7 separate regions of the Mus musculus genome follow, and regions 1, 2, 3, 4, 5 and 7 are each linked to region 6. Evidence: chromatin contacts called from public Hi-C, HiChIP or PLAC-seq and promoter capture Hi-C data. All regions are on one chromosome and are shown on one strand. The core of a region is the stretch at or near the end of the contact, and the rest is flanking DNA. Distances in the headings are between cores, read along the strand shown. Region 1 overlaps Glo1 (glyoxalase 1). Region 2 holds the start of Glo1 (glyoxalase 1). Region 3 overlaps Btbd9 (BTB (POZ) domain containing 9). Region 4 overlaps Dnah8 (dynein, axonemal, heavy chain 8). Region 5 holds the start of 1700030A11Rik (RIKEN cDNA 1700030A11 gene). Region 6 holds the start of Mdga1 (MAM domain containing glycosylphosphatidylinositol anchor 1). Region 7 holds the start of Cpne5 (copine V).

Region 1 (4,016 bases), core at 1,351-3,850, 700 kb before region 6:
AGAAAGAAGCACAGAGGTCAATAGTACAAGGCTGCTCTAGGGGACACCTGTGAGTGAGCCCCACATTGGAGGGAGTCTTCCCCACCCCATGGTCTTCATGATGCTTGTAATCACGTAGCATGTTATGTTCAGTGCTGAGTCAGATGTCGGGCATTAGCTCTGTGGTCTTCCCTGCTGACAGGATTAATGGATTCTCAGAGGTGATTTGAAGACTCAACAACTGGAGGACAAAACCCAATTTGAGGTCAGACTGCAGCGAAGTTTCCTGCCTGCTGCAGTGGAAGACGGGCGTGGGCAATGCCAAGCGCTACACAGCTATGGGCACTTGGTGATCTATGTGAGCAGTTTAAACACATCATAGGCTGAAATAAAGCTAACACTGTTTAGTACATAAAGGTCTGGGCAGCAAGTCCCTTTGTGTAAAAGGCTGGTCTTGAGGCCTGAAAGGATTCAAAAGAAGTTTGCGCTGAACCAGGGATACACATGAGTCTGTACAGACTAAGCCAGGTAGCTTCTATGGTTGAAAAAGCATGGGAAAGAAAATGTCAAATCAAAAGATTTGGGGGAATGAAGTACATTCAGGAGAAAGACCAGATATCAAAAGGTGGGTCACAGGAATCTAGGAGGGCCAGTTTCAAATGTCCAATGCTGGAATCACCAAATGGGATTCTAATACTGGACCTACCCAATTTAACAATGTGAACCATATTTCTAGGGGTGGGAAGTACTTGCTAGGTGAGTCTTGCCAGGACATAATCCTTATTCCTTAAGTGTGCTTCTGTATGCATTGAAAAGCATGTATGTGGCCAGGCCTTGGCAGGAGTTGGGACAGTGCACTTGCAAATACACTTACCTGGCAAGTAGCGGTGGGAAGAACAGGCTGGGGGTTGGGGACCTTGCTGCTGCTCAGGGGAGACAGTCCTCTACTGGTACAGTCGCCTGGAGGTTGCAGGAGGCTATAGACGTGTGAACATTTCCTTTTCACACTGCAGGAGGCTACGACTTCTTCTTCTTCTTTTTTTTTTTTTGGTTTTTCAAGACAGGGTTTCTCTGTATAGCCCTGGCTGTCCTGGAACTCACTTTGTAGACCAGGCTGGCCTCGAACTCAGAAATCAGCCTGCCTCTGCCTCTTGAGTGCTGGGATTAAAGGTGTGCGCCAATACCGCCCGGCAGGCTGCAACTTCTTATGAAGCAGCAGCCTTTGCAGTGTCTGGCAAGGGTCCTCTTGACTTGTGGACAGGCACTTTGCCTTGTGGACAGGTACTGTGCCTTCTCGGGGCAGAAGTTTACTGCAACATGCATCCCATTCCAGGAGGCTCCACCTAAGTAATTTGCCTTGTAGGAGCTCATTTCCAAGTACCATTTTGGGGAGTGGGCCTAGTCAGAGGAATTTCGAAGGACCCCAGAGTTGTCCCATAGCATAGTACACAGACCTTGACAACTTGGTTGTGGAGGGACCTTTGTTCTCAAGATGCTGTTAGAAGCATGGGAAGGCCCAAGGGCATGCACTGCAGAGTTGGCCTGCAAGAAGTCCTGATACCTACAGCTTGTTCATCCCGTCACTTGACACATATATGATCAAAGATGGCTAAGGCCAGTCAGTGCTGTGTGTCCACTAAAAACGGCCATTGAAAGGAAGTAACCTGGGATTCCTCACTTGTCTAAGGGCTGAAAGTGTTTTCCAAGGCTCTGCAGCCAAATTGATCTCCTTACGTTCTGGAAGACCAACAGTTTTATGTGATGTTACTTATTTACCATTTCCCAGTGGGGGGGGGGCTCTGACTTTGTGTGGTGACATGCTGAAATGAGGTTTTGTTTCTTTAAGTGGGAGTTGAAATGCAGGTGAAATGCTCTCATCCCGAGGCCACTGTATCCAGCAAGATCACTAACATAACTCATAGCCTACTGAGGTTATGCTTGTCAACTTCTCTCCTGTAAACTTAATCTCCGGCCACCTCCTTTTCTACACTGTTCTCTTCAGAGGAAAATAAACTATGTGAAACTCCAAACTGAGGAGTCATGAGGCTGGCCATGAGCACGTGGAGAGAGGGGGAAGGGGAATGAGAAGAGAGGGGAAGGGGAAGGGAGCAAGAGAGGAGGGGGTGTGAGTCAGGCACACCTGGCTGTTGCCAGGTAACTGTGGGCGGAGCCTAGACTAAATGCCAACTTGAATGACATCACACCAACCAACATCCTCCTCCACTAAATACCACTTGTCAAACCAACTGAAAACGGGCCCCCACACATTTCCAGAATGACCCCTAGGGGTCAGTACTGCTCCGCTGAAACCACTGGTCTTTCTTAAGATTTCTGATTCTAGTTTCTTCAAAGAGGAATGGGTCCTGATAGCGTTTCCAAGGGAATGAATGGGCAGAGTCTTCACTTCGATAGTTTCCGGCAACGGACAGCGGGGATTTTCCACCTCTGATCAGCAGCTACATACCTGAGCCATTTGTCTTCGGGAGCCCTTCTATACAGTGTTTTATGTAGTGTTTTGCTAAATTGCATACTTAGAATTTCGAGGCAACTAATGGAACACGTTAGTAACGGACAGTTGAGCAGTAACACCAAGGAAACAGTAACCCGGACGACACAGAATAGCCAGCTAGTGACAGTTAGCTGTGCTTAAGCAGGCTTCTCTTCAATGGTGATGACTCAGCTCAATCCAGTCAATAGTTAAGAGAAATTACAGCAAGTGCATAAATCTGAGGCCTACTGTCCAGGTGGTGGGGGTGCATGTCCTCCAATCCCGGTGCTCGGGGGTTGGGGACGGGGGACAGGGAGCAGGGAGAAGAGGCAGGCAGATGGAGGTCAGCATGGTCTACAGAGCAAGTTCCAGGACAGCCAAGGGCTACATAGATAAATCCTTTCTCAAACCGCACCCCCCAAATGAGACCTACTGATGTTAGCATATTACAGAATATTTTTTAAAAGGATTTATTTATTTACTATATGTAAGTACACTGTAGCTGTTTTCAGACATCCCAGAAGAGGGCATCAGATCTCATTATGGATGGTTGTGAGCCACCATGTGGTTGCTGGGATTTGAACTCATGACCTTTGGAAGAGCAGTCAGTGCTCTTACCCACTGAGCCATCTCTCCAGCCCCAGAATATTTTTAAAATGCTAATACCCAGGACTTTTAGAGCTGTAATAAAATAGGTACCTCATAAATGTCATCAAAATACACATTATGGCTGAAGACAGGGCTAAGAGCAGTGGCTGAGTTGAGTTTCCAGCACCCATGTTGGGTGGCTCACATCAACCTTTTTAGATTTGGCATCTTTTTCTGGGCTCTATACTCACAAACACACATACACACACAGGGTAAACATAATTCTAAAAAATATACATATATATATGTGTGTGTGTGTATTTTAAAGCACATTAGATTTACAATAGTCTTTAAGAGTTTAAAGGCTTTCAAATGCTTTATTTATTTGGCTAATGCTGTGGCTTTCTACATCCTAGAAAATATTCAGTGGTTTTAATTTCTAAATTAAATGTGGCTTGTTGCTTGCATTACTTTTTTACAGTAGGAAAAAAAAAAAGGGAAGCCGGGCGGTGGTGGCGAACGCCTTTAATCCCAGCAATTGGGAGGCAGAGGCAGGTGGATTTCTGAGTTTGAGGCCAGCCTGGTCTACAGAGTGAGTTCCAGGACAGCCAGGGCTACACAGAGAAACCCTGTCTAGACAAAACAAAACAAAACAAACAAACAAAGCTGAAACAGGTTAGGTAGAAAACAGTCATGAAAGTCAGCGCTTTCTCATCCACTGCCCACTGTTCACTCTGAAGCAGTGTTCTTTTTCTTTTCTTTTTTGGCTAATGTTCATTTTGTATTTTAAAACTATAGTCTCCTAGGCACACCCCTCCCAGCCCTAACTCCCCAAGTGTACTGCTAACTTCCTCAAGCTGTGTCCAGAAGCCAAAGACAAGCAAGCCTCTGCCCCTCCAGATCGACAGACGGCCTACATCTCAGGGCTGTGATTTCTCCCTTTTCTCGGTTAGCTACAGGA
Region 2 (3,953 bases), core at 199-2,698, 720 kb before region 6:
TCCTACTGTTTAACAAGTACCTTTTGCCACTCTCTGCCCTGTCCCCTCCACCCCCCCTATTCAGCTGTTTCTTTTGTTTGTCACGTGGACTATAAGTATAATAATCTTTGTCTAGCGTAAATACTTAGCAGTGAGTCCTAGGATGGGCTCCCCTCAGCTCCACCAACTGCTGTCAAATAGGTTCCCCACAGGTTTCTAGTAATTTAGATTTCTGCCAGCTGTGCCTGTTGATTCCAGTGTTCTGCCTTCCACACTAACCATGATGGTTTTTACTTTAAAAACTTAACCTGAAGGCCTCGGAAGGGACTTCCCTATGTACTAGAAAACTGAAGTCAATTTTCACACACGGTGTTCTCTGTTTTGCAATCTGCCTGTTCTCCTCTTTGCCACTTTTTATTGGTTTGTATTTTTCATTGATCTGTAATTTTTTTTTACATATTCTGCACACAGAACCTATTATATTGGCCTTACATGTATATGACCTATACCTCTTTCTCCTAAGACCAGGTTTGTCTTCTTTATGTTCTGTTACATTAGAGTTATCAGTTCCTGTCACATTTCTCTCCCTAGTGTTAATCATGTGGTCATAGATAAACAAGAAGGAGGGGAGGGGATGAGAGAGGGAGAGATTAAGGAAAGATTCACCAAGAACCAAAGCTTCTTTAATTATTTTTAAGACTGAGTCACATGAAGCCCATTGTTGGCCTTGAACTCACTATGTAGCCCACACTGGCTTTAAATTTCCTACTTCTACCTCCCAATGACTGGGATTACAGATGTGAGCCACCATACCTGTACCATTCACCACATTTTAAAAGCTAATTTTAGATAAGACATCCCATCAGTTTTGTCTACACACATACTCTGTGTGTAGAAGTGAGTCATTAGAATCCCATTCAAACTCAGGTGGTTTGTGTATACTGCATAGTCAAACCACAGTTATTCGGTTCTACACACATTTTCTACATACATTCTCTACACACATTCTCCAAGGAGGCTCTGGGAAGACCAGTAAGTACCCCATGCTCCCCGGGCAAAAATATAGTGGAAGAAATACTTAAACTTAGCTGCTTGAAAACAAAAACAAAATCCTAAATTCGAATGGTTTTCAATTATCCTGGCTTCAGGTTCTTATACAATTTTTAAAAAGATTAACACCCAGTTCAAGCTCTCATTATTCTAAAAAGCGTAATTTCCACCAGGCTGAAATTTTCTATGAGGTTGCCGCCCCGAGGAATGGGTAGTTTTCAAGTTTTGTAATTATAAGCAAAATCAGGTTCCTAACACTTTTTTTTTTTTTTTTTTTTAAGAGTTGCCACTATTGTGCACAATGGCATTCTGGAAAATGTAGTCTCGCCATGCTGAACCAGACTCACTGGAATCCAATCAGCAGACAGCCAACAGCCATGTGCACCGTGGTTGGCTGGGAGCCGCGTCCGCCCGCCCCTTGGCCTGTCACTCAGCCGACTGCAAAGGCGTCCCCCGGGCCTTGTGGAGCGTGTGGTCCGCTGGCCTGTTTGCTACTAGGGCAGGTTGGTGATTCTCCAGGGCAGCCATGGCAGAGCCACAGCCGGCGTCCAGTGGCCTCACTGATGAGACCGCTTTCAGCTGCTGCTCCGATCCAGACCCTAGCACCAAGGTGGGTGACAGGGCCTCCTTTTCGGCGGCTGGAGCGACCTGGGGCTCTGGCCCTGCCTGACGGAATCCTAACCCGGTCTGGCCGCTGCTTGCATGTCGGCCGGCTGACGGCGCAGTGGAGTGAGCTGGAAAGAGGGCGATGGGGGCAGGGGCGGGGGGACAGTGCAGAGGGATCCCCATCTTCAGAAAGTTATTTCAAAACTTGTAAACGCCCCCCAGAGTGCGTTAACTTGTTTATTTTGGGCACGGTGTCTTGAAGCCAGGGCGATTCAGGGTCAGATTCCGTGTCTGTGGGTGCAGTTATCCTGGCTTAGGCGCCATGTCCCTTTAGACGGGCAGGCACTTTCAGAACTTGTATAGCTCAAGGGGCCCCTCTGTAACTGGTCCCTCTCAGCCGTACTCTTTTTCGTAGTCGCCTTGCCGCCAGGGTTCACTCCTCCAAACTACTGCGGTTGCTCGAATTTAACTGCCTTTGCTTGCTTGGCTTTGCCATTGCTCAAGTCCACACTTCTGTCCACCAAGAGTCTCTGGAGAGATTACAGATAATAAATAGGACCTCGACTTGGAGGGAATCTTAGACACTTTTCTTCGGACCCTTTCGTTTTGTAGTTACAACCAGTAAGGAGCTTAACCGATGGCATTGAAAAACTTTCCCTTAAACACGGCTGTACTTACAGTAAAGTAGGCAAGACTCATTCAGGTGTGGTCCCTGCCTCTGCATGGCCAAAAGTTAGACGTGGTGGCTGACGGAGGAATTTATTCCTGTATAGTCATCCGTGCCAGTAAACACCTATATTCAATTAGGTGCTGCATCATTGTGAATTCCTGGATTGAATGTGGGCTTTATGCAGACCTCTAGGAGGGGCAGATAGATGGTGAAGACTTTGGTCCCTGCTTGTTCTTTGCCTTAAGGGCAAACAAGAGTCAGACATACTGTAATTGCCAAAGCTTTTGACTAGCACCAGGTGTGTACTTAGGGACACTCTTAGTCACTACAAAATTAAGGCAGGAAGGAAAGGCCGAATACAGGCACACTCACACACACTTCTCCCCATTCCTTCTATTTACCCATACATAACCTTAGTATGCATTTAATTTTTTAACATTGTGTGTGTGTGTGTGCATGCGTGTGTACGTCAGTGAACAACTTTCTCTCCATATTTGTGGGTATTGGGAAATTCAGGTCTTTGCCTTGGCAGCTGAACCATATCGTTGATCTCCTAGATATTTTATACACTATAAATTGGTTCATTCCATGTGAATTGGTTTCCTACATTACTGAAAATTTGTTCATCCATCCTTCCCTCCCCCCCACTCTCTCTCTCTCTCTCTCTCTCTCTCTCTCTCACACACACACACACACACACACACACACACACACACACATTTTCTTGTTTAGACAGGGTCTCACTATGTAGCTTTGCCTGTACTGGAACTTGCTGTATAGACCAGGCTGGCCTCAAACTTACAGAGATCCATCTGCCTGTTTCCCAAGTGCTGAGATTAAAAGATTAAAACTCTTGCTGGGCTATGTGCTATTTTCTACAAAGCACACCCGGATTCTGGGTATTGTTCTGTGTCAGTTGACTCCCTAGGTAACTGGGGATTTTAGGTAGCAGGCTGTTCAAACTGTAAGACTCTAGGGCCTGGGAATGTGGTGTGGTAGGGAGCATGCTTGACTTTGAATTCAGTGCTTAGCAGCAGCAACAACAACCAACAAACCCAATAAAACAAACAAACAAACAAACAAACAAACAAAAACTGAATGAATGAATGAATGAATGAACTAGAAATCTCAGGGAGATCCTTTTTTTTATAAAGATGAGAGTACACTGTTGCTGTCTTGCTGTCTTCAGACACACCAGAAGAGGGCATCAGATCTCATTACAGTAGTTGTGAGCCACCATGTGGTTGCTGGGACTTGAACTCAGGACCACTGGAAGAGCAGCCAGCCAGTGTTCTTAACCATTGAACCATCTCTCCAGCCTCAGGGAGATCTTTAAAAATATACGAAGTGCACTTTTATTGGATTTTGATTTATATTTCACAGTCTCCTAATTTCTCTTGATTTGGAATTCTCCTTTTGAGATTAGTCATTTTTGGCAAATGGGCACACCATTTGGAGATGTACAGCTAATTATATAATATATGGTGTGTGTTGAGTGTGCTAAGCCCTGGACGGATGTTTTAAGTTCATCTGTAGCAACTCTATGAGGAAAGGAGAATTGTCTCCATTTTACAAATAAGGAGACTTAGACCCAGGTACTTGAGTAACTTGCCCAGAGAAGAGCCCACATGCCCAGCCTCTTCCTTCT
Region 3 (3,860 bases), core at 315-2,814, 660 kb before region 6:
ATCTTAGAAACCCAGCAGTACCACATCCTGGCTTCCACTGTGGGTTGAACACGTGAGGAGGCTGGGCTAGGGCCAGCGAAATCAGTGCCTATGTAGGGGCATGATCGTTTCCATTCCTTGGCAGTATGCATGGTAGGAGCTGTGAACATTGATAGGTGGAATGGAGTTCAGAAGACTTCAAGTGTAGTCGCTAGGTTGCCCAGAGCCCTAGCTAATGCCCCTACACAACTGTGGACAGCAGTTGGTTCCTCTGCCCCTGTGTAGTCATGTTTTCTGAGTTATGTGGGAACACTGAGGATGGTGAATCGAAATCGAACACAGGACTTTTCCATAGAGCTTGTGTCTGTGGCTCTGATTTCAGTCTCTTTAGTTCTTTATATGCCAACATGGGCCTTTCCACTGTATCTCTTTGGCACTAATCAGAGCGTCAGCTCTGGAGTTGCCACGGTTGCTACCCTTCTTCCATCTTTCCAGCTCCTGTTAGCTCTGTCCTTTTTTTCATGTGTACTGGTGGTGGGTGGCGGTGGTCATAACTGTAGTAAATGGGTGAGGTTTCCTTGCATGCAGGACAGTAGTGTTTCTCTATTACTTACATTGTGTAGAAGACAAAAGGGAAGTTTAGGCCAGTGAGATGGTTCACAGCAGGTAAAGTGCTTGTCACCCAGGCTTGACAACCTCTGTTAGATCCCTGGAGCCCAAGGGACCCCAAAGAGTTATCTGACTTCCACTCCCATATGCTGTGACTCGTTTGCCCCTCCCCCATACACAGACATAATAATTCTTTATAAAGAATATTTAAAAAGTGTAGTTTGGGAGGATGTTAACTAATATGTCCAAAGCTACAGCCTATTAAATGGTGCTGCCAAGGCTTGAACCCAGGCAGTGTAAATTTTTTTCTTTCTTTCTTTCTTTCTTTCTTTCTTTCTTTCTTTCTGTTTGTTTTTTTCGCAGGCTGGCCTCGAACTCAGAAATCTGCCTGCCTCTGCCTCCCGAGTGCTGGGATTAAAGGCGTGCACCATCACTTTCGATATCCTCTGATGCCCTGTTCTAAAGCCCCGCTGCCTCCAGAGGTGTGATGGATGCTGCCCTGTGTGCACTTGCAAAAGCCCAGGAACCATGTGAAGGAGAAAGTACAGGGAGCCGGGGAAGTGACTGATGAGTCCTCAGATCTAGAATAGTGTTTTCCCATCTGCTGAGTGAAGTGCAGTGCTGAGTCTTTGCAATATGATGTGTATTTCCAGCTTTGACAGTGGTTTTCTTTGGACTAGCCACAGGACTAGCTCAGTAGCCATGTGTGTTGTTATAAGGCCACTGTCACTGCAGCTTCAGAGGACAGGAGTCAGACATTAGTCTGTAGAGGAGTCAGCCAGCAGAAGAGGCATTGAAAAAAAAAAGCCCCCCCCCCCAACTCCAGCTCCTCTTTTCTGACTGGGGTTTAGGTGGAGTTGGGGTACCAGTGGAGAAGTTTGCTCTCATATCATCCTGAAGTTGTGAGGTGCCTTTCCCGTTCCAAACAGGGAATTACTCAGTATGCTTTGTTTGCTCTGGCTGCATTCCATAGACACCTTCAGAGTAGAGAGGCACTTGTGGGCCACCCACCACTCCAGCAGTTTCTAGGGAAAAGACTTGACAACTCCAGGAACTGTGAATGCCTTATACTGAAATATACAGTGAAATATACAGTGGAGGGAGGTCATGGGGAAGGATAGTTACTTATCTTCTGATGTATGAGCTCTGGGTAACCTACACAGTGAAGAGAGAGGAATTCTTGGTATTCAGGAGTCACTGTCACCTCCTCTTTCAGAGTCTCCTGTGGCTGTGCTGTGCTTAGCTCAGAGTGTGGTGAGCCTTCACCAGTTCGTGAGTGCTAGTTGAGAAGCAGATATCCCTGGAACTGAGCCCTGTGAATGGCTTCCTTCTCAATTTTCATTCTTTCAGTTTCTCCCAGAGGCCTCAGCCCACTAGAAAGAAGCACACAGGCTCCTCCAAAGTAAATGGCACCGAAGGGTTAGGAAGAGGACCAGTGGTTTCTGTCCCCACGAACAGGAGAGCGGGAGTTTTGTTTGGTGGTGAGGTGCTGCAGTGCTGTGGCTGAGCTGTGTGGGCTCTGAGGGCTGCACTGCGCTCCCTGTACTGCAGTGTGTCTAGCCTGAGAACAGTGGGGAACTCTGCACAGCACAGTGCTTTGCTGTGCTTAACCCTATTTGAAAAGAAAGCTGGGAAGTAGCCACTAGTAATTGGGGCTGACTGAGACTAGAGGAAAGGAAACCATATTCCCCTTTCACTTAAAAAAATATTTGTGTGCGTGTGCCTTTGTGAATATATCTTGTGGATGTGCACAGATAAGCCACAGAGGTCAAAGGAGGGCATTGGGTTGCCTGGAGCTAGAGTTCCACGTGGTTGTGAGCTGCCCAATGAGGCCTTTGGTAGCCGGTCAGTCCTCTCCAAGAGCCAAAGTGCTCTTAACTTCCCTCCAGCCCCAAGGAAAACTTTGTAATTAAAGCATTTAGTTTAAATAATGGAGATATTTAAATTACTTATGTCTGTTTTATTCACATACACATAATCACCTACATCGTGACATACTCATATATGCATATCATATAGTTTGCATATGATATGCAACATACCCACCCCCACTTGCCCTTTCTAGTCCCGCTGCAACTCCCCAGGATCCGGCTCCCAGTATGCTTCTACCTCCTGTGGTTTTGTTTTGCAAACCAGTGAGTTTAATTAGGGTTGTTTATAGGAGTGTGGGTAACTTACCAGTGGGCCTAGCATTGAGGAAATGTCTCCTTTCCTAGGAGTCATTAGCTGCCTCTACTCATGGAGGACAGTGGCGCCTCCAGAGCCCTCCCCCTACTATTACATCCCTGCCTGTAAGTGCTTGGAAGGGTGGGCCTTCTGAGCCCTGCTCTTCTCGAGGGTGAATGTTGACAGGCTCCATCTTGTGCAGCTGAGTTGGGATTTTATATTCACGCCCTGAGACCCGACAAGGTGGGGCACCTGTTTTATACTTCATTAAATTTGCAGGAAGCAGGTTGTTCTTGCCTCCCAAGGATTGCAGTTTGGATACATGTAGCTAATTCTTAACTAAACACTGTCTTAACTAAACACTGTCAGCACCAGGGTTCTTCAAACCATGGACAGTTGGAAATATCTATTGCCAACATTCATACAGGGTGTGTGTGTGTGTGTGTGTATACATACATATAGATACGTATATGAATGCACATGCTTGAGTGCCACTGTGTGTGTGTAGATCAGGAACAACTCAGGGGAGTTGATTTTCTCCATGTGTAGGTCCCAGGATCCAACCTGAGTCATTAGGCTTAGTGACAAATGCCCTTATCTTTTGAGCCATCTCTCTGTCCCTCTGTATTCCCTTTGGGAAAACCAACCAACCCCTTTTGATAAACTTATCACCTCTTTTGTTGCCCCCCCCCCCCGTTTAAAAAGGTTTATTTATTTATTATATGTAAGTATACTGTACCTGTCTTCGGACACAGACTCGAGAAGAGGGCATCGGATCCCTTTACAGATGGTTGTGAGCCACCATGTGGTTGCTGGGAACTGAACTCAGGACCTCTGGAAGAGCATTCAGTGCTCTTAACTGCTGAGCCCCTCTCTAGTCCTTGTTGGCCCCCCACCCCCCTTTAAAAGCTCAGGCTATTATTTGAAAGAGAGACACTTCAGAACTACTTTGACTTTAAACACAGTTTCCCAGTTAAGTCACTTTCCTGTCTCTCTGAGGCCCTCCTGCCCTGATCAATGTGTTGTGTGTTGTTCAGGTCTTTCTCTTTTTTTATTTTTTATTTATTTTTTTTATTTTCCAGACAGGGTTTCTCTGTGTAGCCCTG
Region 4 (3,691 bases), core at 244-2,743, 750 kb before region 6:
TCCAACCCTGCAATCCCACCCCACGCAGCCACAGCTGTCCTTCTCCCCTGGAGGCAATGGGCAGGCCCCAATCTCTGTGGCTGCGCCTCCAGCAAAGGTACTGGGCTTCCAATCTGGAGGTTGCCAGCACAGCCTAGCAATTTCCAGGTGAAAGCAAGGTTACTCAACCCATGTGCTTTCCTCCTTCAGCAAGTACAGGGATGGTGGAGAGACCTACAGAGCAATCCCTTTTCTGAAACTGGCTTTCCTTTCATCTGATGGCCATAGGCCCCACTGGCCTCTATGTGGAGTGTAGGAAGGCATGTTACCAGAGATACCACAGGAGCCCAGCTAGGCATTAGAAAGGGAGGACATTATAACACAGCTTGAGAATGTCAAAAGAGAACTCGTTTAGTGTTAAGGTAACAATGTTGCTGATAGCCAAGACTGCCTGAAAAATCGGCATGGCTGGGGCAAAATGAACATGAAGGGCATGAGAACTTCAAGATGACTGGAGGGTGCTGGCTCAGGTATAAGGTAGTTGTCTAGCATGTGTATTTAGTCCTGGGGTAGATTCCCTCCTACCACAGGAGGAGAGAGGAGGAGGAGGAGGAGGAGGAGGAGGAAGCAAAAGACTGTCGAGGAGAAGGTATTTCTTGAAAAGGAGGAGGATGTATGAGAAGGAAGAGGAAGAGGAAGCAGAGGAGGGGGAGGAGGAGGAACTAAAAATCACAAGAGGAGGGAAAGAAGAAAAGGCACAGAGAGGAAGAAGAGAAAAAAGGAAAAGAAGAGTAGTGGGAAGAAGAATTCTATCAAGACACCTGCATTAGATCAATAAACCAAACCCAGGAGGCTGTGTGGCATCACAGCTCACCTTTATAAAGCCAGCCTTGACCACAAGGTATGTTATAGTGGGGAACTTTGGTGACCTGGTAAACCACAGTCTGTCTCCAGCTAATTGTGCACCATGGCGCCTCTGGTCTAATACACACATCTCCAGGGTGGAGGGTAGGAGAGAAAGGCACCATCAGTCCATGTGCATACATGCTCCTGTGCGCCCGCACGTGCACGCACACACACACACACACACACACACACTCGTACACACCCCAAAACAAAGGGGAAAACAAATACGGGCACGACTTCAGCTTACCGACGGGCAATCCAAAATTAGTTCTTCCACAGTTACTAAGTCCAACCCAAGCTTTTCTCCTAGAACTTCAAATATGTATTTATGCGAGGGGCCAATTTTCATTTTCCGGTTTTCCCTTGCTTCTCTAAATCTTGCCTAAAAGAAGTGAAAACATATTTTAAAAAATGGAAGTATGGAGAAATGTCTTTCCAAACAATGGAAAGTCTCGGGGGTTTCCCATGGCACGCCCTATCAGCTGCAAACCTGTTTCTCTTTGAGGGTCTCCTGGAGGTTTGGGATGCCAGTCATACTTCGGCGGAACTTAGAGGGCCGCCGGGAAGACTGCGAAATCCCGTCTGACAGCACCGACTGTGCAGGCCTAGGGGTGTGCCTCGCCCGGACCCTGGCCTGGCCAGACTCCTCATCCTCCGGCAGTGTTACCTCCTCATCTGAGGGAATCAGACTCCTATAGTCAGTCACGGAAGTAGCAGGACCCTGCTCAGACAGGAGCTTGGGATCCTCGGGGTGCGGAGCTTCTCCTTCCACAGTGAGTTGGAAGGCATCTCCTGTGGGGGGCGGGGCAGCATCCCCCTCAGGGGGCGGGGCCTGCTCCTCGGGAGGGGGAGGGGCAGTGTCTTCTGGAGGGAGAGGGGGCGGAGCTTCCTCTACAACTGGAGGAGGAGCCTCTTCACTCGGAGGGGGTGGCTCTGCGTTGCCTTCCTCAGACTCCATTTCTCAGTGTAGTTTTCTTCAGCAGAAGAGCTTCAACGTTGAAATCTAGAATTAGAAATTATTTTTCCTTAAGAAGTGTGCAAATAACTTGACCATTGGGTGTTTTTATTTCTCCCAGTGATGCCTTATCTTGGTCATTAGCTTGACACACTTTGGGTAGAGGGGATCTCAACTGAGGAGTTATCTATATCAGATTGGCCTGTGGGCATGTTTGTAGAACAGTTTCCTGGTTGTTAATTGATGGTAGAGGGCCCACTGTGGGTGCTACCATCCCTAGGCTGCTGGGCCAGGGCTGTATAGAAAAGGTGGTTCCTCCTAAGACTAGGAACAGGCAAGACTGCTGTCGGTAAGCAGCTTTCACTCATGGTCTCTACCAGCGCTGTTGTTTGAGATCCTGCCCTGACTTCCCTCAGTGGTGAACTGTGATCTGAAAATATGAAATAAACCCTTTGTTCCTCAAGTAGCTTTTGATCATGGGGTTTATCAAAGCAGCAGAGAGCACAATAGGACATTCCCCTTAAAGCTAGACAGTTAACAACAAAATCATCTACTTCTATTCCACAGGATCTGCACAAGTTAAGGTTTCAAGCCTAAAGAGGGGGATTTTTAAAGGTGACAACAGACGCATACATTTGTTTTGTTTTTCTCAAGGTGAAGGGCTCACTTGATTTTGCTTTGGTACTAGAAAACTATACCATTTTCAGAATTGGGTCATTAAAATGCTGTTGTGAGCTGGGCATGGTGGCCCACGCCTTTAATCCCAGCACTCAGGAGGCAGAGGCAGAGGCAGACGGATTTCTGAGTTCGAGGCCAGCCTGGTCTACAAAGTGAGTTCCAGGACAGCCAGGGCTATACAGAGAAACCCTGTCTCAAAAAACCAAAATAAATGAATGAATAAATAAAATGTTATGAATCCTGCTGCTTTGTATAGTGGTTTTAAAAATTAAGTGAGCCATAAGGCAGTGGTAGTGGCCTGTAATATCATTTGGGATGTAGATGAGGGTGGATTCAAAGGTCAAGGTAACCCTCAGATACATAATGAATATGAGACCAACCTGAACTATAATGAGACCCTGTTGCAGGATATTCTATCATACTTGAACCCCAAGATTGTGTCATTTGCCGAAAATACATGTCTCTAGTAGTGGTGTGGCTCCTTAGCATGCATCTTTAATCCCTCTGGCTGGAATACAGACATGCTCTTAGTACATACCTTTCATCCCAAACAATGAAGGTAAAGGTAGCTTGTAGAAGGAAGCAGCCATGGGTTGTTTGTTTGTTTTTTGAGACAGGGTTTCTCTGTATAGCCCTGGCTGTCCTGGAACTCACTTTGTAAACCAGGCTGGCCTCGAACTCAGAAATCTGCCTGCCTCTGCCTCCCGAGTGCTGGGATTAAAGGCGTGTGCCACCACGCCCGGCATGCAACCATGTTTGAAAGTGATGTCTAACTGAGTGGCAGACAAAGTGACGGATCAGAGGTAGATTTTGACAGAATAGGATAAGCCCAACTCTCATGAGAAGAGAGAGGAAAGGGCAGCTACTAGAGAGCAGTGCAGAAAGAGAAAGAGGGAGACAGTTTTCCTGGGACAGTTGTACGGAGGCAGGTTGCAGAGACAACAGGCTAGATACAGGTCAAGACAGAATGAACCTGAGAATGAGGAGCCAGAAGCTTAGAACACATTGCCAACGTTAGTTAGTATGAGGCCAAGCAGAGCAATTCAGGAGGGGCTGAGAGAAGCCAGATGGAGTCAGTCAGCAGCATGGAAAGGAGTTTGAGCCACAACAGCTGAGTTGACTACTCAACAAGAATTCATTCAGAAAGAGCTAGAAACGGTGAGCTTACTCAGC
Region 5 (3,538 bases), core at 189-2,688, 980 kb after region 6:
TGGAAAGGCATTTCTGTGGCCAGTTTGTAAGGTATTTACTTTACCATTGCCTTGCCTGAGAGGAAAATGAACTGTAGATAGTGTCAGGAAACAGGAAGCCGGGGGCAGAGTCGCTTGTTAGTTTGACATTTCATGCAAACAGACCTTTGGGGTGCAGCTAGTGGAGTGGGCACATCACCCTTGTGTAAGGCAAAACAAGCCACCCAAGGAAATGTTCTGGTGTGAGGAGTAGTGGAAGCAGCCATGGGGCAGGTCCAGTGTGACCTGTGGAGCGCCAGCTGATGTCCTCTCTGTGCCTTAGGATAGGGACCTGTTATTATGTGGGGCTGGAAGACTTGGAATCAGCCTTGGGAAATGTTTCTAACTCCTGCTCCTTTGTTTGATGTCCTGACAGCCCATGAGAGATTGTGACCCATATTTCGCAGGGAAAGCTGTAAAGATCCGGAGGGGAAAGTGATTTAGCCACTACCAATTCAAAGTTCCCAGATCTAGAAAGCTCAGTTGACAGGGCAGGTGGACATCGGGCCTTAAATCCCTGCATAAAACATCATGCTTTGGGCTGTGAGATGGCTCAGAGGGTAAAGGCATGTTCCAGCAAGCCCCGATGATGTGAGTTTGATTCCTGGGACCCATATAATAAAAGGAGAGAACTGGCTTCCGAGAGATATCCTCTGATCGCCACATGTGTTTCTCTTCTCCCTAATAATTGAATTATAAAAAATTAACACATTTAAAAAGTCATACTTTGCCTCAAAAATACTTTCCCATATTCAGTCAGGATGGTGGGGGATGAGAGGGTCTTTGGGTATTGGGGGGGGATGGGAGGGTCTTTGGGTATTGGGGAACCTCAATCCTGAGGGATCCAGGCTGGTTTCGTTCTCCCTGGGAGTCCAGATCTGGATACTGTCTGCATACCTAGGAGTGGTGGGACCCATGCTCTCTTGCAGAGGATGATGTCATCTGGCAGATTGTGGAATTGCTCAAGAAAGCTGGAGACCAACTGGAAGAAGAGGTGAGGAGGCGCAGGCATCAGAGAGCGCCTGCAGAGCTGCTGCAGCTCCCGGTTCGTGCCCCGCCTCCCCGTCCAGTTAGCCCCACTCCCTAATTCCAGAAGCCACCTCCCGCTCTGGGTCGGCCCTGTCTGGGGTTGCCTTTCGCCTCTCCTCAAGGCCAGGGATCTAACCCAGTTTCTTTCTCCTCCCCACAGCAAGTGCAAATCCCTCAGCCAGAAGCGGTTCCTCCACGAAAGCCAACGCCACTCCCCAGGAAGAAATCCCAGGAGAAGAAGTCCAGCCTGAAGAGAGTCTTATCCCTCAAGAAGCCTGCCTCTGAGGAACCCAAGAGAGTCGGCACAGCCACTACCCTGGGCCCAGAAACCCGGCCCAAGAGGCCCAGCTTCCTACCCCTGTGTGTTAGTAGCCAGCGAGCTTCCACCTCCAGCAGCCTTGGTAAGCAGGCTCTAGCAGTTGCCATAGCAACTGCAGCTGCCTCCTGCTCTGGAATCTTTCTGATGCCCACACTATGCCTTGAGCAGTGTAGGGAGGATGGAGATGGAGAAGAGATCAAAGCTTTTCCCCTCCACATGGTCTCACTTGGGTACAAGTGGGATCCCTCAGAGCCAGAGCCGGAGGGAGAAGGGCTGGTCTCGTTGGCTCTTCGTGGGCGTTAGGGTGGATGGGGGCTAGACTTGTATGACACCGTTGTCAGGAGAGCGTGGATTTGGGGTCATAAGAGGAGAGATTTTCATGCAAGGCGGTTTAGGCCATGGCTCTTCTTCATTCGTGGCACGGAGCCAGGCACCTTCTGCCCCCTAGTGGACCAACCGAAAACAGCGGCTAGGTAAGGAAACCCCATGGAAAGAAAAAGAGAAGCCAAGGAAAGACAGTTCTTTTCATGCAGAGAGCATGGTCGGGGTCCGCAAACAGAGCCCCAGACCCGGCATAGCCTTGCAAGCCTTGCAGAGCCCACGGGTGGCGTACACTGGCACCTGCCCAGGCTCAGGTTGCTGGGCGTGGCTGACACACACACTGACTGTGACTTTCTGCTTCCCAGACTTGGAGGCGCCTGAGTTCCAAGAGGTCCCGTCTGTAGATGGTGGAGGCTCCCATCCCTCTGAGCTCCACACACCAGCTGCCATATTTCAGGGACCCGAGGAGAAGCCACTGCTGGACAGAGCCTCCGAATCCAGTTAGTCCCTTGCCCCTCAGAAACACCCCCCTCCGCCACCCCTACCCCCCCACCTCCAGCAAATAGCCCATCTGTCTAGACTCTGCCATTTGGAAAGGGCAAGTTGAGGCAGAGCGAGGGAGGCCAAGGCCTATTTCAGTCTCTCTGTGGGAGGCCTCGGGCTGTGGAGACAGCACATTTCACCCGTTAGCCTCAGTTTCCCCATTTTGCAAGGCTGGACCTTGAGATTTGCTGGAAGTTCTAATTGAATGACTGCCTGTAAGGTATAGCAGGGTCGGCCTGTCAGCCAACAGGTTGTGTTGCTACCGAGCGTGGTTATTGCCGTTAGGTGGGCGGCTGAGAGCTGCCGTGGTGCCAGGAAGGGGCTGAGAACACAGAAGGGAGGTTTCCATACAGTTATCGGTTTTATTATTATTATTATTTGTTTTTGTTCGAGACAGGATTTCTCTGCATAGTCCTGGCTGTCCTGGAACTCACTCTGTAGACCAGGTTGGCCTCGAACTCAGAAATCTGCCTGCCTCTGCCTCCCAAGTGCTGGGATTAAAGGCTTGCGCCACCACTGCCCGGGTTTTTTTTTTTTTTTAAAGATTTATTTATTTACTTATTTTATGTATGTGAGTATACTGTCACGTTTCTCAGTCACACCAGAAGAGGGCATCAGATCCCATTAGAGATGGTTGTGAGCCACCATGTGGTTGCTGGGAATTGAACTCAAGACCTCTGGAAGAGCAGTCAGTGCTCCTAACCTCTGAGCCATCTCTGCAGCCCCATCAGTTGTTTTTTTTTTTTTTTTAAGATTTACTTATTTATTTTATATCACTACACTGTAGCTGTCTTCAGACATACCAGAAGAGGGCATCAGATCCCATTATAGATGGCTGTGAGGCACCATGTGGTTTCTGGGAATTGAACTCAGGACCTCTGGAAAAGCAGTCGGTACTCTTAACCGCTGAGCCATCTCTCCAGTCCCCACAGTTATCAGTTTATTGTTGACAGAACCAAGCCTGGATCTAAAATACTGTCTAACATCTGGAGACGCTTTAAACCGCTTCGGGGGAGGCAAAGGATGCTGGAGAGATAGCACAGCCCTTAAAGTTTGCACTCCAGAATGCACATGGAAAGAAAAGAGAGACAACAGAAAAGCTGGGGTGTGTGGACCTGGCCCCGACCTCAGAGGCCTTTGTAAGGAACCCTGTCCTTTTCGTAGGAGAATTCAGGCGGAAGATCCTGGTCCTGCTCCAGAGTGCAGAGGACGAGAGGGGAGAGCAGGTGAGGATGCCCTCTGGGATGATCCTGCTCTTCTGGGGACCCTCACCCCTCCTTCCAGGGACCCCCACCTCTCTGCTGCATT
Region 6 (4,000 bases), core at 873-3,372:
TTTCCCAGAATAGGCAAAGCCAGAGAGAGCCTGACTCATCAAGGATGACTCCCTGGGAGCTTCCTGGGGGATTCTGGAAGCTTCCCAATAATGGCAACAGGACAATAAACCAAGCTACTCACCATCACCCCCTCATCTGATACCACTTCCCTTTCAGACTGAGTGGGAGAGGTAGGTGGGAAGACATTGGACGTCTGTGGATCATATCATGCATTTCCCTTCGAGTTAACGGAAGGCTGAGCACGTGGAAGGTAGCTTTGGACTGGGGGATCTGGCCCACGATGGACATCATTCATTCATTCATTCATTCATTCAATAAATCTCTAGTTGGCATCTGCTGAGTTGAGTTTGGACACCCTTAACTGAGCATTGGACTCCCACCCCTAGTAAGAGTAGGAAAGAAACAAAGGAGCCAGGAACAAGGGCGGGTAGCCTGGATGAACCATAAGCAAACTGAGAAGAGTCAGGCTGATGGCGCCCCTCCCCATCTACCAGGCAACACCTTGTGCTTTCCACTCCTCCTTAACAGGTTATGTTTGCCCAGGAGGGTCAGAGGAGAAACATCCCGGTGGGAGTGGGCTTGGAGAGGGAGGGATTTATAATTAATATTTTTAATTCATGCGCTGATTTACATGCAAGAGAATCAACTCTTTGGGTGATCAGAAACAGGTCTTTGAGTTTGGACAGATGCCTGAGGTCATGGACCCACCATTGCAGCAGATCCTGAACAGGATCTAACCTCCGAGCTTGTTAGCTGCTGCGGCTGTGCTGTCCGCGCTCCCACGGGCCGCTCTAGTACAATCCCTGCGCTCACGCCGAGATAAATAACGGCGACAGGTGGAGCAGGTAAGATTAGCAGGACCGGGTTGGAGGGAGGACGCTATCGGAGGCGCCAGGGAGGTCGTGCGCCTCTCTGCCCAGCCCACGCCCCTCCCCAAGGGCGTCTGGAAGGAACTACATCTTGGTCACAGCTTCGGGGAGGGCCGGGTTAAGGTGACGGAGTCTCGAAGTGGGGGGAGACAGGCTTCCCGGCTTGGCTGCAGGAAGCGCGAGCACCCCTAGGGCACTTGGCCACGCCTGAGGTCTCACGGGTAGGCAGGATTTGAGAGAAGCGGGCTGAAGGGGACCCTGGGTGTCCCTGTGGAGCTCTGGCACTGGGGTCTTGCTGGCAAACCTGTTGGCAACCTGTGGGCCTCAGCTAGGACACTGCAAGCTGCAAGCGCGTCCTCCTCCTCAGTGCCTCTGGCAGCGTCCCCGGCGCCCGACCCGGGGAGAGGCCGAGGCAGCTTGGAAAGGGGCTGGGGCTCTGCCAGGGGCGGGTAGTGGTGGTGGAGGTGGCGGGATTCCCAAGCCGAGCCAACATCCCTGCAGAGCGACAGCAGGCAACCGCCTCTCGCGCCAGCTCTGGTCTAGGAGAAGCAGACGCCTTGGCCTTTCCCTCCGATCCTAGGCTCCAGTATCACCTTCTCCAAAGTGCAAAACATTCATTAAGTGTCCAGTGCCCTGCAGGCTTGCGTCCCAGCAACCAGCCGCCGGTGCTTGCCCGGCGAGCGTGCGGCGAGCGTTTGCACCCGGCCAGGGCTTTGCCAGCCTGGGCTGTGCAAGGGAGGGCGGAGAGCGTGTGCGAGTGCGCGGCTGCAGAGCCCGCGCCGAACCCACGTTCCCGCTACTGTCCTCGGGATAGATGGATCCATTGCTGCTTTCTGACATTTTTCTGCCAGGGGGCTGGTGGGGGAGGCGGAGATAGGGAGAGAGAGATGGGGGGGGCGGGGAAAGAGAGAGAGAGAGAGAGAGAGAGAGAGAGAGAGAGAGAGAGAGAGAGAGAGAGAGACTGCTTCCCCCAGCCCTGTTTTGTTTTCTCTAATTGGTCCTGGGGGAAGCAAGGAAATTGGACAGAGGCTGGGCCGGGCGAGCTGGGCTGCCTTTAATTGGCTCCCCTTTTTTTAACTGGAGGGGAATCAAACAGGAGAGCGAGCGAGCGACAAAGGGTGGGAGAGCGAGAGACCGATCGCGGAGATGGGAGGAGGGAAGAAGGGAGGAGGGAGAGCGGGAGGCGGGGTGGTGGTGATGGGGAGGTGGAGGAAGCGCGGAATGAAAAGCTCGGAGGGACCAGAAAGCAGCACAGCGAAGCCCAAGTTAGGGAGCGAGCGGAGCGCTCCCGCGGCCCCGGAGCCGGAGTGGCCGCGGTGCCCCGGAGCCCGCCCGGCCCCGCCCGCTGGGGCCCTCTCGGGCCCAGGCCGCCGGGAGGGGGGCGGGGACGCCCAACTTGGGGCGCGGCGCAGCCCCGCTCTCCCGAGATCGCGGAGCCCGGGAATGCCACGGCGGCGGCCAGACGGCGGGAGAGGAGCGGGGAGAGAGGAGGCGGCCAGCAGCTCCTGAGCCCGGGCCTCCGCAAGAGCGCGAATTATTTTCAAAGGACTCAAACTTTCCTCTTTCCCTTGCTGGCTGCGGTCCCTCTTGCTTTGGAACCGTTCTCTGGATTCCCGCGGGGGCGCCGGGACGCGATCGCCTCCCCCGGATTCCTCGGCGGCGGCTCGGCTAACTTCGCGGACTCGGGGACCCGGAGCGCTCGCCCCGCTGCCGAACCTAGTCCTCGCTGCTCCAGCGCTCCAGAGGACCGGGACCCGGCGCCCTCGCCTCCGGGAAGGGCGCCCAGCCCGGCTCCCTTGGGTCGGGCTGCGGAGCCCTCCACACCTACTGCAGGACTGGAGCCAGCGGATTAACCAAAGCAGAGTCCGGGCCTCCTGGCCTGGCTCCGCGGAGGGGCGTCCCCTGGGCGGGGAAAAGACAAGTTTGTCAGGCATCGGTGGCCTGTTGGATCGGAGCGCGGCCGCCGCAGCAGAGAGGTCCCCCCGCGTTCAGCACCCTCGGTGGACAGCCCTGGGGACCTAGGACTGCTCGGTGGCCGAGCTTTCTGGGCCAGGGAGCTGGCTGCTGCGCCCGGTGCGCAGAGGCTTCAAGGTCTGGGGCAGCGCCCCCTGCGTCTCCACCCGGGCAGCCGCCCTGTGGGAAGAGGACAGAGCCGAGTCGCGGCTTGCTCAGACTCCTAGTCTCGGTCGCCGCCCTCTCCGTCGCGACTCAGGGAAAAGGAGGGAACGCAGAGGGCAAAGCGGTGCCCCGGCGGATGCGCCCCCCGCCGCCTCTCAGGCTGCGCCGCCTCGCGGGGATGAAGCACTGGCCGTGAAGATGGAGGTGACCTGTCTTCTACTTCTGGCGCTTATCCCCTTCCACTGTCGGGGACAAGGAGTCTATGGTAAGAGCCAGCGTCCCGCTCTACCCTGGCGGAGCCGCCCGGAAACTTTACAAGATCTTGCTCAAAGTGCGCGCTGCCGGGGCTTGGTGGATGCACTGATGGCCGCGTCTCCGCCCTCGCCTGGGCGCCGGGAGACCGAGCAGGCTGCTCCCGAGCCCAAGAAGCGGTCCTAGGCTATTGGTGTGAGGCTGGGGATGCCGGGGTAAGGTCTCGGCTTTCCGAAATCTTTCCAGGGGTTAGAGAGATCCGGAAGTCTTGGGAGAATAATACAGTGAGCTCAGGAGACCCGGGAAGAGCCCAAGCTCTGGGCTGGGGCAGCTGTTCCCACGGAATCCTTTTCCTCCCTCGGCTCAGCCTCCCGAGTGGAAGCGGGCGATGAGCGATCCGGAGTTGTGCGCGGCTGGCGGGCGAGAAGCTCTCCAGCACCGCGGCCCTGAGGCTGGCTCGCCTTCCGGGCAGTGGCCGCGGCTCGATCGCCTCTTCTAGCTTCTTGGCGGTCTGAGCTGTTGGGCATCCCTTAGCCCAGGCGCCGACTGTTCTCGGCATCCCTTTTCAGACCTCTCCTGAGCCAGCTCTTCCTGTCGCTGGTTCCCAACCACAGAACCCCAGCCCCAGCTTCCTTCTGCCTGCTCGCACACACAGACACATTCAGCCACAGTCCTCAGGAAACGCACACACGGCTCGCACCCATCCGGCTACGTGTCTAAACCCTGCCTCCCGCCACGCAGCTCTGCTCTTGGATGCCCA
Region 7 (3,730 bases), core at 399-2,898, 650 kb after region 6:
AGTGATAGTTTTAGACATATTGACTAGCAGCTCACTTGGGGCTCAGACTGATTTTGTTCTAAATTTAAAATCAATTGAAAATTGAAAAACAATAAAAAACAAAACAAACAAAAACCCACAAAAAACAAGCAGAGACTGAGGTGTTCTTTGTGCAGGCCCAACCCAAAAGTGAGTTGTCCCCTCTCCTTCATCCTGGGGGAATCCAGCACCCCTGGCTGTCTGCCCCAGGCAACAGAACTGAGTCCAGCTGATCTGGAGCCCTAGGTAAACAGGAATCACTTGTGCAGGTCCAAGGAAGGTGTTCTGTTTGTCTTCAACTCGGGCTCTGACTGACGTTTTGAAAATTGATTTCAAACGGCGTTCGGGTGCACCTGCTCGGAATGCCCGGCTGCCAGAAGGCCACCACCGATAGCGACAGGCATCCACGATGTATGAGGTGGTGGGTGAGGAAGTTGCCGCTGCTCCGCGCGTCTTGTCTCAGCTAAGCTTACACCGAGGCTGAGGAGGGGCCACGGGTGGATTTGCTGGAGAGGAAACTCCGTGCACAGCTGGCTTGGCGCTGCAACCCCAGGCCCAGAGGGCAGGCTGAGCCTGGGAAGTCTGCCTGAGAGATGCTTTGACGCTCCCCTCGCTTCCCAGTGCAGGGCTCTGAGCCTGGTATACTGGGTTGCTGGTTGCAAAGCCCAGGGAGCTGAGGCCAGCCACTTGGTCTAGTGGAGGAAGCTTCCAGACAGACCCGGGGGTTGGCTCGGCCCCTGTGGTCACGAAGAGAGAAGGAGGAGGAGGACGACGAAGGAGCTGGGTAAAGGTTCAGGCGACTAGCCAAGACCAGGCTTTGCGGACACCAGAGGCAGATGGGCAAGCTCCCACTGACCCACCCTACGTCGGAAACCAGACCAGCCTTCCTGGCACCAGGCTGATCGCCGCCTCCCCAAAAGGAGGTGGAGGGTGGAGGGCTTAGACCCTCCGGTGGCGGTGCGCACACTCAGCCGAGCCCTCTTCCCCGAACCCCGCCTAGACGCTGCCCAAACAGGTGCCCCTTGGACCGTTCCCCTCCCCCAGCACGCAGACCCCGGCTGGACAAGTGGGGTGGGGGAACTTGCGCAGAGGGCGGCGCGCGCCCTGGGACCGTCTCTGGCTGTCGCCAGCCCTGTCCCCGTCATCCGGAGCCGCGTCCCCACGCCTGCCACGCGCGTGCACACACACGCGCGCACACTCACACACTCACACATTGCTCCCACACTCGCCCCGCGCAGACCCCGCCCTGGCCCCGCCCCGGCCCCTGCGGGCGGCCCCTCCGGCGCCCGCGGACCCCGCACGCTGCGCGCGCCTGGCGGGAGGCGCTGGCGGCGACTCAGGGTACATTTGATTTTCCCGCAGTCCAGGGCACCCCGGAGCCGGAGCCCTAGCAGAGGACGTGGCGCTGCGCCCCAAGCCCGAGGCGGCTCAGTCCTCGTCCCCCATCCCCGAGTCCCCACGCCCCCTCAGGGGACCCCTCCCCGCTGCGCCTGGGTTCCCTCGCCGCGCCCCCCCTCCCCGCAGCAGCTCTCGCGCCCCGTTTCTCCTCGGGCCCCCGCTCTCCGCCCTCTTCCCGCTCGCACTTCCCACGCCCCCTCTTCGCGCTCCTCTCCTCCCCTGGCCGCCCAGCCCAGGGCTGCAGCCGCTCCGGAGGAGGCGTGAATCGCGCAGGAATATTGACTAATTTGGGTGGGGTGGGGGGACGGTGGGCGATGGAGCAACCCGAGGACATGGCGTCGCTCAGCGAGTTCGACTCCTTGGCGGGCAGCATCCCGGCTACCAAGGTGGAGATCACGGTGTCATGCAGGTGAGCCGCCCGCGGTTCGGGGGTGGGGGGGGACCCTGCCCCGCCCCTGGGCCGGAATCCCTCTTTCTCTGTAGCTTTCAGCCTTTGCTTAGCGAGCCTGCTTTTCACTGTTCTCGTCTCCCGGGCGCCCCGCTGCCTGTCTTCGGAGACCCCCTGCCCAGCGGCGGGTGGCGATGGCTGAATGGGCAGCCAGGCAGGGGTCAGGTTCCCAGAAAGTTTGCATTCGGAGCTGTTGCTTCCAGGACAGGAGGAAGACACGGAAACAGGGGTCCCAGCAGCAGAGTGGGAAGGGGAGGAGCCGCTCCAGGGTCTCCACTCTGGCTTTCTCCCTGATTTATCTTTCCCCAAAAGGAGAATTGAGAGGGACTGGCGCCATTCCTCCCAGGCATGACCCTCTGTGCCTCCCGTGACCTCCTTTCTCCCCCTACCCTGGCCTTTGCCCCAGCCTTCTCCCTCTCCTCCACTGTCTTAGAACCCAGGATTTGAAAGCCTCTTGCTTTAGCCTCCAGCAAGAAGGATCAACCGGGACAAGAGTCTCAGAGAGCAGGAAGCCTTGCCGAACTTAGGAGTGGTGTGGCGCCATTAAAAACCAGTAACTCTGATGGGAAAATCTTAAGCCAAAGGAGCGAAGGGCTGATGAGGAAGTGTCAGAATCCCCAGGCAAGAGGGGGAGGAAGGAGTTTGTTTTGTAGGCTGCCACCTCCAAGTCCCCAGTAATGCCATACTGGTTGGCCTTCTCTGTGGGGCTGGGCCTCTCAGGTTCTCTTAATAGGCTGCCCCGAGGCTGGACAGGCATGTGGCTGGCCCTAGGCACACTGCTTTGATAGGTTTGTGAAGAACATTGTGGTCCAGATATAACTCACTGGAGGTCCTGGCAATGGCCCATATAGCATTTCCAGAGCCCCATCGCACCCTTGTTCCAAACCACGCACCTTGGCTTTATGGTGCTGTTGGGTCAGATATTGTCCACCTCATCTCTGAGTTACTGAATTGAGACATTGGGCAAGTGTCCATATGTCCCGAGATGCTAGCCTCGGGTGTGAAAGAGGATGGATTCTGGGAAACTGCCTCCTGAGGACTTGAAGTGAGAGCTGCTGAGGTGGTGTCCCCAGCCAGGCTCTCTAGGGGACTACTGCGGTGACTCCCAGATGTGTGTCCATCCCCCACACCTCAGTCCCACACAGAGACAATTTGAACATGCCTTTACTCTGCTGGGAGCTTCCTGATGGCCCATCAGCTCTGTCTCACCTCCTCAGCTGTCAGCAGCTGTTAGCTTGCCCTCCTTCTGCACACAGCCCTGCCTCCCGCCTTCAATCACGCCTGTCGCCTTCAGACTCTTGAGTTGTCTCCCAGAGCCTTCCCACCTCTGAGCTCCTGAACAGCCTGTTCCCTACCCGGAAAGGGCTTTGTGCTTTCCACTTCCAGGGGCATCCTTTTGTCCCGAAAGACACCAGCCTACAGCACCGGCTTCTACATCTCCAGGACCCTGAGTGCAGAGCCTCTGAGTGAGCATGGGAGACGGGATCGTTCCCGTAAGAGTCTTCCACTCCATGGAGAGGAAGGGTCATAACTGTGAGACCTGGAGTCAGACATCTTGTGAGGGATTCCTCACTTGCCACTTGAGACCAACTTTAAGCCTCAGTTTCCCAACTGGGAAGTCTGCCTCCTCCCAGGAAAGCCTTGCTTACAGAGGTAGCTCACGGGCTTGGTGCACAGTGGGCCTGAGCACTACAGGGAGATAGATAAGAGGGTAGGTACACTGAGCAGCAGGTGGCCACAGTGGTCAGCCCAAGACCTCTGTGGATCTCTTGGATCCGCTCTCCGTTTTCTGGAAGCATCCAAAGGATGAAGATGTCCTGTGTAAGAGGTACCTGGTGCCAGAGAGTTCCTAAGGGTTCTGAGTTG

Evidence for each region. Promoter capture Hi-C pulls out the DNA fragments that hold promoters and counts their contacts. A called contact is a pair of places that touch in the nucleus more often than the background predicts. HiChIP or PLAC-seq counts read pairs in DNA pulled down with a chosen protein or histone mark.
Region 1: a contact with region 6 is called in a Hi-C map of the N1E-115 cell line, with 8 times the contacts expected there. The contact joins the enhancer-like site here to the promoter of Mdga1 in region 6. A contact is called at or near these places in 3 of 15 datasets of contacts at CTCF or cohesin (large pre-B cells, pro-B cells and stem cell-derived epiblast-like cells), 23 of 484 Hi-C or Micro-C datasets (B cells, the HL-1 cell line, the N1E-115 cell line and 15 more), 16 of 115 datasets of contacts at active chromatin or transcription factors (astrocytes, craniofacial prominence, differentiating embryonic stem cells and 10 more) and 1 of 9 other capture datasets (embryonic stem cells).
Region 2: a contact with region 6 is called in a promoter capture Hi-C map of stem cell-derived epiblast-like cells, with 6 times the contacts expected there. The contact joins the promoter of Glo1 here to the promoter of Mdga1 in region 6. A contact is called at or near these places in 7 of 39 promoter capture datasets (the HPC-7 cell line, embryonic stem cells, hippocampal neurons and 2 more), 14 of 115 datasets of contacts at active chromatin or transcription factors (craniofacial prominence, differentiating embryonic stem cells, embryonic basal ganglia and 8 more) and 1 of 9 other capture datasets (embryonic stem cells).
Region 3: a contact with region 6 is called in an HNF4G HiChIP or PLAC-seq map of pancreatic cancer cells, with 5 times the contacts expected there. The contact joins the enhancer-like site here to the promoter of Mdga1 in region 6. A contact is called at or near these places in 10 of 115 datasets of contacts at active chromatin or transcription factors (craniofacial prominence, embryonic basal ganglia, embryonic forebrain and 7 more).
Region 4: an H3K4me3 HiChIP or PLAC-seq map of embryonic limb bud shows a contact between it and region 6, with 5 times the contacts expected there. The contact joins the enhancer-like site here to the promoter of Mdga1 in region 6. A contact is called at or near these places in 8 of 115 datasets of contacts at active chromatin or transcription factors (astrocytes, embryonic forebrain, embryonic limb bud and 4 more) and 1 of 9 other capture datasets (embryonic stem cells).
Region 5: a promoter capture Hi-C map of pre-B cells shows a contact between it and region 6, with 3 times the contacts expected there. The contact joins the promoter of 1700030A11Rik here to the promoter of Mdga1 in region 6. A contact is called at or near these places in 2 of 39 promoter capture datasets (liver and pre-B cells).
Region 7: a contact with region 6 is called in a promoter capture Hi-C map of liver, with 2.5 times the contacts expected there. The contact joins the promoter of Cpne5 here to the promoter of Mdga1 in region 6. A contact is called at or near these places in 1 of 39 promoter capture datasets (liver) and 1 of 9 other capture datasets (liver).

What each region holds. Positions count from the first base shown.
Region 1 is chr17:30,589,240-30,593,255 of GRCm38.p6, reverse strand. It overlaps Glo1 (glyoxalase 1), which reads left to right. Exons shown (of 6, transcript NM_025374.3): 6 at 1-395. Among named protein-coding and RNA genes, the nearest start is that of Btbd9, 15 kb to the right of the region's middle. Within about 2 kb of position 2,600, at least 43 of the 459 cell types and tissues checked have an H3K27ac peak or open chromatin away from gene starts, as enhancers often do. A contact at or near this core is called in the N1E-115 cell line, astrocytes, cortical neurons and 5 more, where this site is marked.
Region 2 is chr17:30,610,154-30,614,106 of GRCm38.p6, reverse strand. Glo1 (glyoxalase 1) reads left to right here and starts at 1,448. Exons shown (of 6, transcript NM_025374.3): 1 at 1,448-1,639. The coding sequence starts at 1,556.
Region 3 is chr17:30,548,630-30,552,489 of GRCm38.p6, reverse strand. All of the region lies in intron 1 of Btbd9 (BTB (POZ) domain containing 9), which reads left to right. Among named protein-coding and RNA genes, the nearest start is that of Btbd9, 26 kb to the left of the region's middle. RefSeq lists an enhancer at 1-3,860. Within about 2 kb of position 1,564, at least 60 of the 459 cell types and tissues checked have an H3K27ac peak or open chromatin away from gene starts, as enhancers often do. A contact at or near this core is called in pancreatic cancer cells, where this site is marked.
Region 4 is chr17:30,633,518-30,637,208 of GRCm38.p6, reverse strand. It overlaps Dnah8 (dynein, axonemal, heavy chain 8), which reads right to left. Exons shown (of 93, transcript NM_013811.3): 2 at 1,376-1,888; 3 at 1,133-1,267. The coding sequence starts at 1,843. Among named protein-coding and RNA genes, the nearest start is that of Dnah8, 8.4 kb to the right of the region's middle. Within about 2 kb of position 1,493, at least 18 of the 459 cell types and tissues checked have an H3K27ac peak or open chromatin away from gene starts, as enhancers often do.
Region 5 is chr17:28,903,165-28,906,702 of GRCm38.p6, reverse strand. It overlaps 1700030A11Rik (RIKEN cDNA 1700030A11 gene), which reads right to left and starts at 1,438. Exons shown (of 3, transcript NR_045457.1): 1 at 1,404-1,438; 2 at 916-1,000; 3 at 1-699. It overlaps Bnip5 (BCL2 interacting protein 5), which reads left to right. Exons shown (of 12, transcript NM_172450.3): 4 at 948-1,012; 5 at 1,208-1,448; 6 at 2,053-2,187; 7 at 3,395-3,456.
Region 6 is chr17:29,886,700-29,890,699 of GRCm38.p6, reverse strand. It overlaps Mdga1 (MAM domain containing glycosylphosphatidylinositol anchor 1), which reads left to right and starts at 2,122. Exons shown (of 17, transcript NM_001368423.1): 1 at 2,122-3,253. The coding sequence starts at 3,187. Gm41559 (a long non-coding RNA gene) reads right to left here and starts at 799. Exons shown (of 3, transcript XR_003952341.1): 1 at 710-799.
Region 7 is chr17:29,235,708-29,239,437 of GRCm38.p6, reverse strand. It overlaps Cpne5 (copine V), which reads left to right and starts at 1,648. Exons shown (of 21, transcript NM_153166.2): 1 at 1,648-1,825. The coding sequence starts at 1,731.